Linked DNA regions of Mus musculus: region 2 is linked to region 1. The links are chromatin contacts, called in public HiCAR-type maps. All regions are on one chromosome and are shown on one strand. Each heading gives the region's core, a stretch centred on a gene start, on an enhancer-like site or on the middle of the called end of the contact. The rest is flanking DNA. Distances are from core to core; before and after follow the strand shown.

The links. HiCAR-type assays count read pairs that join an accessible place to other places.
Region 2: a contact with region 1 is called in a HiCAR-type map of astrocytes, with 5 times the contacts expected there. The contact joins the promoter of Rpl31 here to the promoter of Coa5 in region 1. A contact is called at or near these places in 2 of 39 promoter capture datasets (both in liver) and 1 of 115 datasets of contacts at active chromatin or transcription factors (astrocytes).

The regions. Positions count from the first base shown.
Region 1 is chr1:37,428,672-37,433,718 of GRCm38.p6, forward strand. Coa5 (cytochrome C oxidase assembly factor 5) reads right to left here and starts at 1,432. Exons shown (of 3, transcript NM_198006.4): 1 at 1,198-1,432. The coding sequence starts at 1,296. It overlaps Unc50 (unc-50 homolog), which reads left to right and starts at 1,468. Exons shown (of 6, transcript NM_026123.4): 1 at 1,468-1,822; 2 at 2,622-2,905; 3 at 3,880-4,000. The coding sequence starts at 2,626.
Region 2 is chr1:39,364,624-39,369,502 of GRCm38.p6, forward strand. Rpl31 (ribosomal protein L31) reads left to right here and starts at 3,228. Exons shown (of 4, transcript NM_001252218.1): 1 at 3,228-3,632. The coding sequence starts at 3,526.

The DNA.
Region 1 (5,047 bases), core at 182-2,681:
CTGGTGCCTATGGATGTCAAAGAGGCTACCAGGAGGAACTGGAGGATAGATGATTGTGCACCACCTTATGGCTGCTAGGACCAAATCCTGACCCTCTGTAAGAGCAACAAGTGCTCTTAACCACTGAGCCATCTATTTTCCAGCCCCCAGAGCCTAAGATTTTTAGGACATATCGTCAATGTTTGTATAAGCCTTCCTATGGATGAGAACCATGAATTGGATGTGTTAAAATAAAGACCTTTTAGTGTTAGTACTAAACTCTGTATATAAATGTTAATAGGGAGGGGCTGGCAAAGTGGCTAAGTAAAGAAAATGCTTGCTGTGCATGAGAGCTCCCAGTTCAGCACCCACATAAAGAGCTGGGCATGGTGGCAGAAGTCGTTTATCCCAGAATGGGAGTGGAGCCAAGCAGATCTGGTTAGGCTAGCCAATTAGGTCCACTGACATGCTATCTCAAGTAATAAGGTGGAGGGGCTGGAGAGATGAGTCAGCGGGCAAGAGGCCTTGCTCTTCTGAGGTCAAGGTCAGTAATGGGAAAACCATACTGAGTTCCCTCTGGAAGTTTCAACTTTTCTGGTTTTCCAAGAGTCATAAAATCTTAAGAAGTCTATTTTTGAGAAAGTTCTGAACCTTCTCCCCACTCCCCTTTCTCCTCACTATCCCCCACTGGAAGGTACGTTGTGATCATCTGAGTTCATACCCTACGTTTCTCTGAGCCCTTCTCATTCCTCGCCTGTTTCCCAAGGCAGCACATAGTATAAAGGCTTATGTTGAATTCCTCCCAGAATGCAATGCTATAGGTTTAAGATAGGTTAAAGATCGGCAGAGAGAAACTATGGCACACCATGAGATACTTCCATATTCTAGAAGCCAAGGAACCAAAACTCTCCACCACAGATCAAGTAGCCATGCGGCGCAGGCACAGGCCTTGGCAGCTGCCCTTAGAGTGGGAGTCTCTGGTGGCGCGTGCCAGCACTCAGGGATCGCTTCCTGAACAGAGCTGGCTGAAGGTTTACAAAATCCTTAGGTGGGTAGTAAGTTATCTCCCACTTAACACCAGTAAGAACTGGGGATGCGAGCTCAAGAGACCTGTCCAAAGTCAGGAGCGGACGCGCGACCTCTACCCTCGACGTGACCTCCCCTCGCAGGCCATCATGGAGCCAGTCTTGACTGAGCTCTGCCACCCAGATCCGCTACCTGGAGCACACAGGCAGACTGCAGCAGACATGCACCCAGATCCTCCTTCACGCCCGCACACGCGCCGCCCTCCGGCTTGTCCTCATAATACCGGGGCATGGCGGGGACCCACCGCCCTCACCACACTGGATCACGGCCCTCGGTCACCCCGCACGGCCCGGAAGGGCGTGGGACACGCCCACTGGCAAGCTACCGGCGAGGGTGGGAGAAAGTCTCAACAACTTCCGCCAGGAGTGCGACTCTTCAGGGTATGCGCACGCGTGGCGGAAGTGCGTGTCCGTAACGTAAATACAGAGCGCCGCAAGTGCGGGCTACGTAGCGGGAAGGGAAGTGGCCCCAGCGGCGGCTGGGCTCGGCTGCCCTGGGAAGGTGGCGGTAGTCCCGGGCCCAGGACGAGGCCTCGAGGGCCTTCAGGTGCGGCCTGCTCTGTGTGCGCAGGGTGGCGTTCGTGCCGTCGGCCGTTTCCACGGTTAGCTCGCGACCTGGCGTCTCAGCGGCTGGGCGAGGGACCGGCCGGCGCCCGGCAGCTCGAGTCCTAGGCCCGCCGTGGAGCTGCTGGGTAAAACCAAAGACAGCCGCTTACGTGGGAATCGCAGGATTAGAGCCGTTTTTCTATTCTAAGCAGGTCTGAAATTTTGCAAGGAGACACACACCCTGAAACCTTGTCGTTGCTTGTTCTTAAGTCAAATGTCACTGGGCCGTTTGTATTTTTAGTTGACAGAGGCTTGGGGTAATGGAGACCTGCTGGCGGGGCGGGGCGCCGCGCCGCGCCGCGGAGGGCAGGTAGGCTGGGCGGTGACCAGCAGTCATTTAGCTTCGGACTAGTTGGACTGGCCCCTTCGCGCTGTTATTCCTCCTACCCAGCCATCCTAGGAGTAAAACCATCAAGGAGTGTAATTTTTATTGTCACATTCTGAATAACCAGGGACTTGCTGGCCATCGCCGATGGACTTGTACAAATAAACTGTGTGTCTTACTTTTTCAGTAACCTTGCTTTTAGATTAAACTTTTTGTTTGTTTTAAATCTTGGTCATTACAAACACGGAATTTTGAACCAGTGTTCGGTCATTGTCCCGTGTTAATGAGGACGTCATTGCACACCCCCTTGTGCTGCTTTTTCCTTGGCCTCCATTATCAGTAGTGAGCTACTGCAGCTGTCAAAGGCTTGATTGAGGTGAAGGTTGGGAAACCATCGACTGAAGTTAAGTGCTTGTTTCAGGTGATACAGGAGTTTGTGGTACTGCCTTGATGGCATTACCCTTGGCCAGCCCCTAGACAAGCCCCAGAACCAACTCTATAGCTTCTGGCCCCTAATCCTTTCTGAAGGTGGCAAGAGAAAACGTCATAGCGCTGACGAGGAGTTCTAGTAGCCAAATAATTACATTTAAGATTACATCTAAGAGAAATGTTCTCATTCCATCTAGGAAGATGCTACCAAGTACTTCCTTGAGTTCTTCGATGCACGGGAATGGAGTATTAAATTCCAGGGATGCAGCAAGGCACACGGCTGGAGCAAAACGCTACAAGTACCTCAGAAGGCTCTTTCGATTTCGGCAGATGGACTTTGAGTTTGCTGCATGGCAGATGCTCTACCTGTTTACCTCTCCTCAGAGGGTTTATAGAAACTTTCACTACCGGAAGCAAACAAAGGACCAGTGGGCCAGAGATGACCCTGCCTTCTTAGTCCTCTTAAGTATCTGGCTCTGTGGTAAGTGTGTCTCAGTTTACAAGCAGTATAGTAGAAAAACAAATTGGGGTTTTCAGAGGAAACTTTATCTTTTGGGATAATGTATGGCGGGTCAGACTCTTGGGGTGTGTGAAGCTGTGGGATTTGTTTGTCTTTTCTAAAACATGAGAAAACTGGCAAGAAAGAAAGTGGAGTTCTTCCTAGTGCTGGCTGTAACACGCCAGAGTAAACTACTGTACCCAGTGTATGAAAGTAGGGCATGGGGTTCGTCCCAGAGTTGGTTTATTCCTTCTCTTTTGAAACAGCTTCTAGATGTGTAGGCCAGGCTGGCCTGGCACTCAGGAAGCTCTTAACTCAGTCTCTTAGTGCTGGCTTGACAGTCGTGTTCTGCCACACTGGCTGACTTTAAAACAAACAGAACAAAACTAATAAGAACCAAACCCAAGTGTGTGCCAAGAAATATTAGGATAGGAATTACATTTCTTAATTAGGCAAATCTGCAAGGCCGGCAGATTGCTATCTTTTTATTTTTGTTTTTTGTCAAGCGGAGGGGCAGGGGTTGGTAGGACCAGGAATAGAAACCAGTGACTTAAATCTACCAGGCAAGTGAGCTGCACCCCCAGCCTTCCAGGGTAAGAGTTCTGAAAGTACTGATCAAACTGGAAAAGAACCTTTAGATTCTCCAGTACCCCAACTGGAGAACATCAACAGTCCCCGTCAACTAGAGGGTACTGGAGTATGTAGGTGCTTTTCACATTTAACTGGACTTAAGAGTAAGTTGAGTGCCGTCCCGTCCACACTGGTGTTCTGAGTGCCCTGTGTCCTGTCATTTACTGCATTCAGAGGTGACATCTCTTTCCACATCAGTTGCATGTACCTTGTCATGAGGGTTTTCTTCATCATCTGTGTGCCACCTCTACTACACTGTGGGTGTATGGGAGTCAGGGACTGTTTTGTACCTGAGCCTGGCAGTGACTTGTAACTCTTTATTTCAGTGTCCACCATAGGATTCGGCTTTGTGCTGGACATGGGATTTTTTGAGACAATAAAGCTGCTGCTGTGGGTTGTGTTTATAGATTGTGTGGGTGTTGGCCTTCTGATCTCAACGTTAATGTGGTAAGTACGGTAAAGTGGCTCCTTCTATGCTGTCCCGCCTCTGTTTCCTTCAGAGGGGCAGTAACTAGTGAAGACAGAGTAGCTGAAGTGGCTGGGCAGACTGCTAGGATGGTTCTAACTTGGCTCCTGTGTCTGTACTAGGTCAGAAAATACTCTAATGGGTGCTTTCTGTCATTGTAGCAAATCCCAGAATGGTTTACCCTGCTAAATTCTGATTTTTTATAATATATGTATGGTTCTGATTAGCTTTGTTTTCTACATTTGTCAGTGGGTACCATTTCCAGGTGCATGAGTGCTTCAGTATTGTTTCGGTCCATTTAGATCTAGGTTATCCTCTGGAGTTTTACATCAGTCAGGGGTGTTTGAAAGGGGTTTTGTTTTCAGTGTGTCTCCTCTGTGCTGAGAAGAAATTACATCCAGAGGCCTTCAAAGGCCGTCAGCCTGCTTCTGTCTGGGGTTGAATGAACAACCATAGTTGGCTGTAGACTAGAGATCTGGTGTTCAGTGTGTTACTTCCCTCAGAGAATGTTCCTGTGTGCTTGGCCTCCTGGGCAAAGGGTGATGATGTAACAAGTGGCTTCAGAAGGTGGAGACTGAGGAGGGAGCAGAGAAAATGCAATCGTTTCAGACATGTCCACACGGCAACAGGCATGTGTGTGGTCTTATTTAGAAACTGGAGTTATTCCATAGATGGTTTTAGGGTAGCAGAATGGTAGACCTTTGGTACCTAGATATGGTAGCTATTACTGTTTTAAACAAAAAGGCTAAGGCTTTAACCTGATGAGACCAGTGTTTTATTTTCTTTTGTAACTTTTGACTAATAAAGTACAGGTTCTGTGGGTACTGAATAGTTAATAAAAAACTACTATGTACCATTGGTCTAAATTCCTAAAATCTAGCCTAAGATTAATATTGCTAATATAAATCAAATACTCATTGCCTAGCTACTCATGGGGGGAAATATGTAAACTTCCAAGAACAGTTGTTGACAGTGTCTGCCGTGAGTGCAGTGACCTGCATGGCCACAGAGCAAGGCCGGGGGCTGAT
Region 2 (4,879 bases), core at 1,978-4,477, 1.9 Mb after region 1:
AGAAACCCTGTTTATTGTGCAAAGCTTCCTCTTATGGGACCAGGAGGAGGAGGGGTTAGTTGCCAAGGATGAGATGTAGGTGATTCTGTGATTCCATTGAAGGGCTTGGGTTATGTAACCCTTTGTTCATTCAACATGTTCTTTATCATGATATGTTTCATCTTACTCATATGCATGTCCAATCATGCCCAGGCATGGTTGGTAAATAGGAGATTCCCACCCCCACCCCCCCCAAAAGTTCACTCAATGGACACAGGCTGCCTTACTGCCCATATACTGAAGACCAGCCCAGGCTGAGTTGGGCTCACCTCCTGCAGTTCTTTTTTTTTTTTTTTCTTTCGAGACAGGGTTTCTCTGTGTAGCCCTGGCTGTCCTGGAACTCACTCTGTAGACCAGGCTGGCCTTGAACTCAGAAATCCACCTGCCTCTGCCTCCCAAGTGCTGGGACTAAAGGTGTGCACCACCACTGCCCGGCCTGCAGTTCTAAGATATGTTCCAGCAAGTTCAACCACAAAAGGGGAGTCACCAGAGGTTGCTAGGGAGTTAGTTGAGGGTATAAGAATTGACTAGCCACTTTGTTTGGAGAAGGTTGTGCACGGAACTCCGTGCAGATGCATGTCCCAGGGTGCTAAGCTGCCTCTGAAAACTACCCACTTTAGGAGCTCATGGTTTAGGAGCCACCTAGATGCTGGCTGCATGAAGCTAAAGTTCCTTCTAGGGCTCTATTAAGATAGACAGGTCTGTAATTTCTCCTCTTCTGTAAAATGATGATGGCTCCTTCTTGGTTCTCTAGCTAGGATCCATTTTGGATACCATGAGGTTGCTATAGATATGTACCCTTGATTGCTCTATCCTGAGGGTGGGGGTGGAGTGGGCAGGAAATATTTTTCATTCACCAAGAGGAACATTTGGAAAGAACTTGAAATGAACCCTAAAAACATGAAGTCTGTATGGAACTCTGACCTATTTTTTTCTCTTACCCTAGCATTGTCTAAGGGTTAGAGATTGGGTTTTTCTGGAAACAAACTTATAGTTTAATTGTAGTCATACTTTAATTGATGGTTAGACTCCTAAGTGGAACAAGATTGTTAATGGACACAGTGTATTCATTCTCCTAAGGCTGTCTATCTGGAAGTCATTAAAAGAGGGTGGAGTATGCTGTGCTCCTAATTTAATTTAACTCTGCCTGAATTGTGCACATGTTCAAAATTTGGGTTCGCTCAAAAACCTATAATTGTGTAATTTTCCACTAAATGCATGCATCATGGGAATTGTAATCACTGACCTCTTCATTCATTATCTTTGCTTATTAAAAGGTCATTCTGTAACTACATCTGTGTCCCAGAAAAACCATGATCATACTGTCTGGAAAAGTACAGTGTCTTGGCTCAAGAGTCAAGATTGAATGTGACCTCAGTTTAAGATACTACAAACAAACTAAAATTGTAACACCTTCTGTCTCTAACAACTAAAATCCCCTTGTACAAACAACATTGTTGTCATTGTTAGACAAGGTATCACTATGTAGCTCTGGCTGGCTTGGAACTCCCTATATAGATCAGGCTGTTCTGCAACTTACAGAGCTCCACCTGCCTCTGCCTCCCACTGTGGAATTAAAAGTGTGTGCCACCACACCTGGCGAAGTGAAGCAGTTCCTAGTCATGACTTTGCACTCTTGCCAAAATGTCCTAGTAAAAATTTAGCGATATAAAATGGCTTTAATTTCTGTTCATGTTGTAGCTTGACGATCTCAAAGTCAGCCAGTAATATACTGAAAAAAATCTAATCTGAGTCATCTAGAGAAATGCTATTAGTGCTCAGATGGACTTCATATTATGGAGATAAATAGCCTTGCTTTTCTGTAGAAAAGCTCATTAGAAATGAGGCAGGGGAATTTTTTTTCCTTTTTGATTTTTTAGCTTAATCATGTGTGGACGGATATGTCTAGTTTATTGACTCCTTAAATTATTCATGTTTTACTTTTAGTATGAAGTCAGGAACTCACAGCCTTTTATAAACTCAGCTTTTCTAATTAACCATTATTTATTAACCATAACTAATTATCATTTCTTGCTCAAGTCAGCACACTCTGACTAGTGGGCTCCTCTGTCTTCTTGCTAAAGATCCCAAATTCACATTTTCATATTCTCTTTATAGCCCTTCCTCCCTCTCCCTCCCTCAGTCTCTACTCTCCCCTTCCCTCTCTCCTCCCCTTACTCTTGGATCTAGTCTCATTGTGTAGCCAAGACTGGCCTCTGTGTAGTCCGTCCTTAATTTGGCATCCTCTTGCTCTGCCTCCTGAATGCATCGCTCCAGACTTCCTTTTAAATTATTTTTGAGTGGCTCTGCTTGGGAGATTGCGTTGCAATTTTCTGAGCTCAACCCCAGTACCAATCAGCACTCCCATAGAACCCCTTCTGGTTTGGATTCTCTAAGAACTAGAACCGAGCCTGTCTGCTCCTTTCCTCCTAGCCCCACTGAGAAGTCATCAGATATTGTCAAGCGTGTTTAGCCCACTACAGTCAAGGATATCTCGAACTCCTGATCACCTAACTCAACCCACAAAGTTCTGGGATCACAGGTGTGCACCACCACACGTGGCTGTGGACACTATTTTCTTAAGAGAGAGAGAGCAGTTGCCTGTCCACCCCAAGTCTGACCTTTGGGGAATCCAAAGGCCCCAGCATCCCTTAGCCAAAGGAGGCAGAGACATAGGTTCCTTGTAAGATCGTGGAGTTTCTGCCTGCCTGTCTTCTTGCCTGTGAGATCCTGAAACTTGCTCATTGCTGAAACTCCAATAGACAGGCTATTCGGACATGTTTAGATTCGGAGATCTATTTTCTACGGACGTGCCTGGCATTTCCGTGGGCATTTTCGACTTGGAAAATAAATTCTTTTGTTGTCGTCTCGGTCATTCCGGGGACCTTCCGCCAAGCACAGTATCTAATAGATTAAACAAACGTAGAGTGAGTGAGCGAGTGCACCCGAAAAACTGGAGTATCTTCCCTCCCGGCCGGGCGTTCCGAATCCGGGTTCGGGTTGGGATTTAAATCCCATCCCGCACCTCCACTGCTCAAGGCAGATTGCAAGAAGACTGACAAGATCGACCCCGCCCTGGGCCCGCCCTGGGTCCGCCCCATGCCGCTCGCTCCGCCCCTGACGCGCGCTGTATTTACGCCCCAGCCTAACTCCTAACTTCCCTCGCCACACCTCTTCCTCCTCGCCTCCCCGTGACCCGGAAGTTGTACGGCTACGCGACTTTCCCTCCCACAAACCCTCGCGCCCTTCCTTTCCTACTTGGGCCCGGCAGAGTGAGTATGGCTGCGGGGTCGCGGCTCTGAAATCCGGCGCCATCCGCGCCCGGCGCGGGACGGGCAGGCTCGGTGGGGTTTGTCCCGCGCCGCGCGGAGGCTCTGCGGTCCGGGGCGGTGGGAGGACGGCCTGCGGGGTACGGGTGCACCTTAGCTCGGGCTTGGGCTTTCCCACTACCTGCTTAGAGCCTCCCTCCCTGTCGCCTGCGTCTAGATGGCTCCCGCAAAGAAGGGTGGCGAGAAGAAGAAGGGCCGTTCTGCCATCAACGAGGTGGTGACCCGAGAATACACCATCAACATTCACAAGCGCATCCATGGAGTGTGAGTACCGGGCGGGCGGTGTGGCCCGCGACCCCCTTCGGGCTCCGGCCGGGCTGGGCTGTCACCCGCGAGCCTTGCTTACAGACTGGGTGCTCTAGAGGGCAAGCGGGTTTATTCCGGTGTGGTTGTGTGTACGTGGAAGGTGTGCGGGGTTTGGCTTGCACGGCAACCGGCTAGGAAATGGAGACTGGAGGCTGTGATGGAGTTTGAGGGAGCGGTTAGACTTGGGGAAGGTTGGTGGTGCTAAAACGTGAGTTCTGGTAATCCGGACGTGTAAAAGGAAAGTCAGTGACTTGTACGCTGCAGGAAAGTGGCCGGTTACTACCTCAAGTGCGAAATACGATTTTTTTTTTCGTCGTCCGATTATACAGATTTGTGCAAATTCGGGGCAAGTTGTAGTAAAGTGGCGGTTACAGAGAGTGATTGCGGTCCTTATTTGTACACGACCTATCTGCATTTGCGTTCCAGCCCTAGAGCTTGAGTTCTTGGACTTGATGGTTTAGTATTTTCGGAGAGATTTTGCCGGGTTGAAATGTGTGTCTGCACCTAGTGGGTTGCCCCAAGGTCTTTGCCCGGTATGAATACTGCTGGTGGTCGGCCACGTTCCTTCCTCTATGGTTGGGCATATTAAGCACTATGAAGCACTATTTAGGCCTGTGACAAAGTGAAAGTAGGCCACAAGTTAAAGGTGGTGTGGGTGTTGCCCAGTATGTGGAAGGAAGAGTCGCTCTCAGGTGAAAGGTACTCTTTAAAAGCAGCCTTGAATAGAGCATTGTAGAAGCGAGTCGTACCCCCCCCCCAGGCCTTTTGTATTTTGTTGATAAGGCCCTATGTGAGAATCTCTAGCCTCCTTCATTCTTTGGTAATTTCTTGGTCCCCATTGTGGTGTAAACCAAGCCTCTGCTTTGTTCCACTCCTTGCTTTCCCTGTCTCATTCATTCGGGTAGTAGTTGAGCCCAGTGCTAGGTCTGCCCTCTGAGATCTACTCACTGACTGCGGCAGCCCCACTTTTTCCAATTCCCTAACCATAACATTGAGATTGCTCAGTGCTCCATCTCTTTCCTGGTCTTTGTAAGTGATACCACCTGACTGGTTGCTTGCGTGAGTTTTTTTCAAGCTAGCTGTGAAGTGGGTTGTCTGGGCACTAGAGACAGGCTGCGGGTAGGTAGAATAGAGAAAGCAGATGCTCTTTGTCTCACTTGGAGTGGACTTGACGGGTGTTGAACAGACCTGGGCTTTTTTGGTTG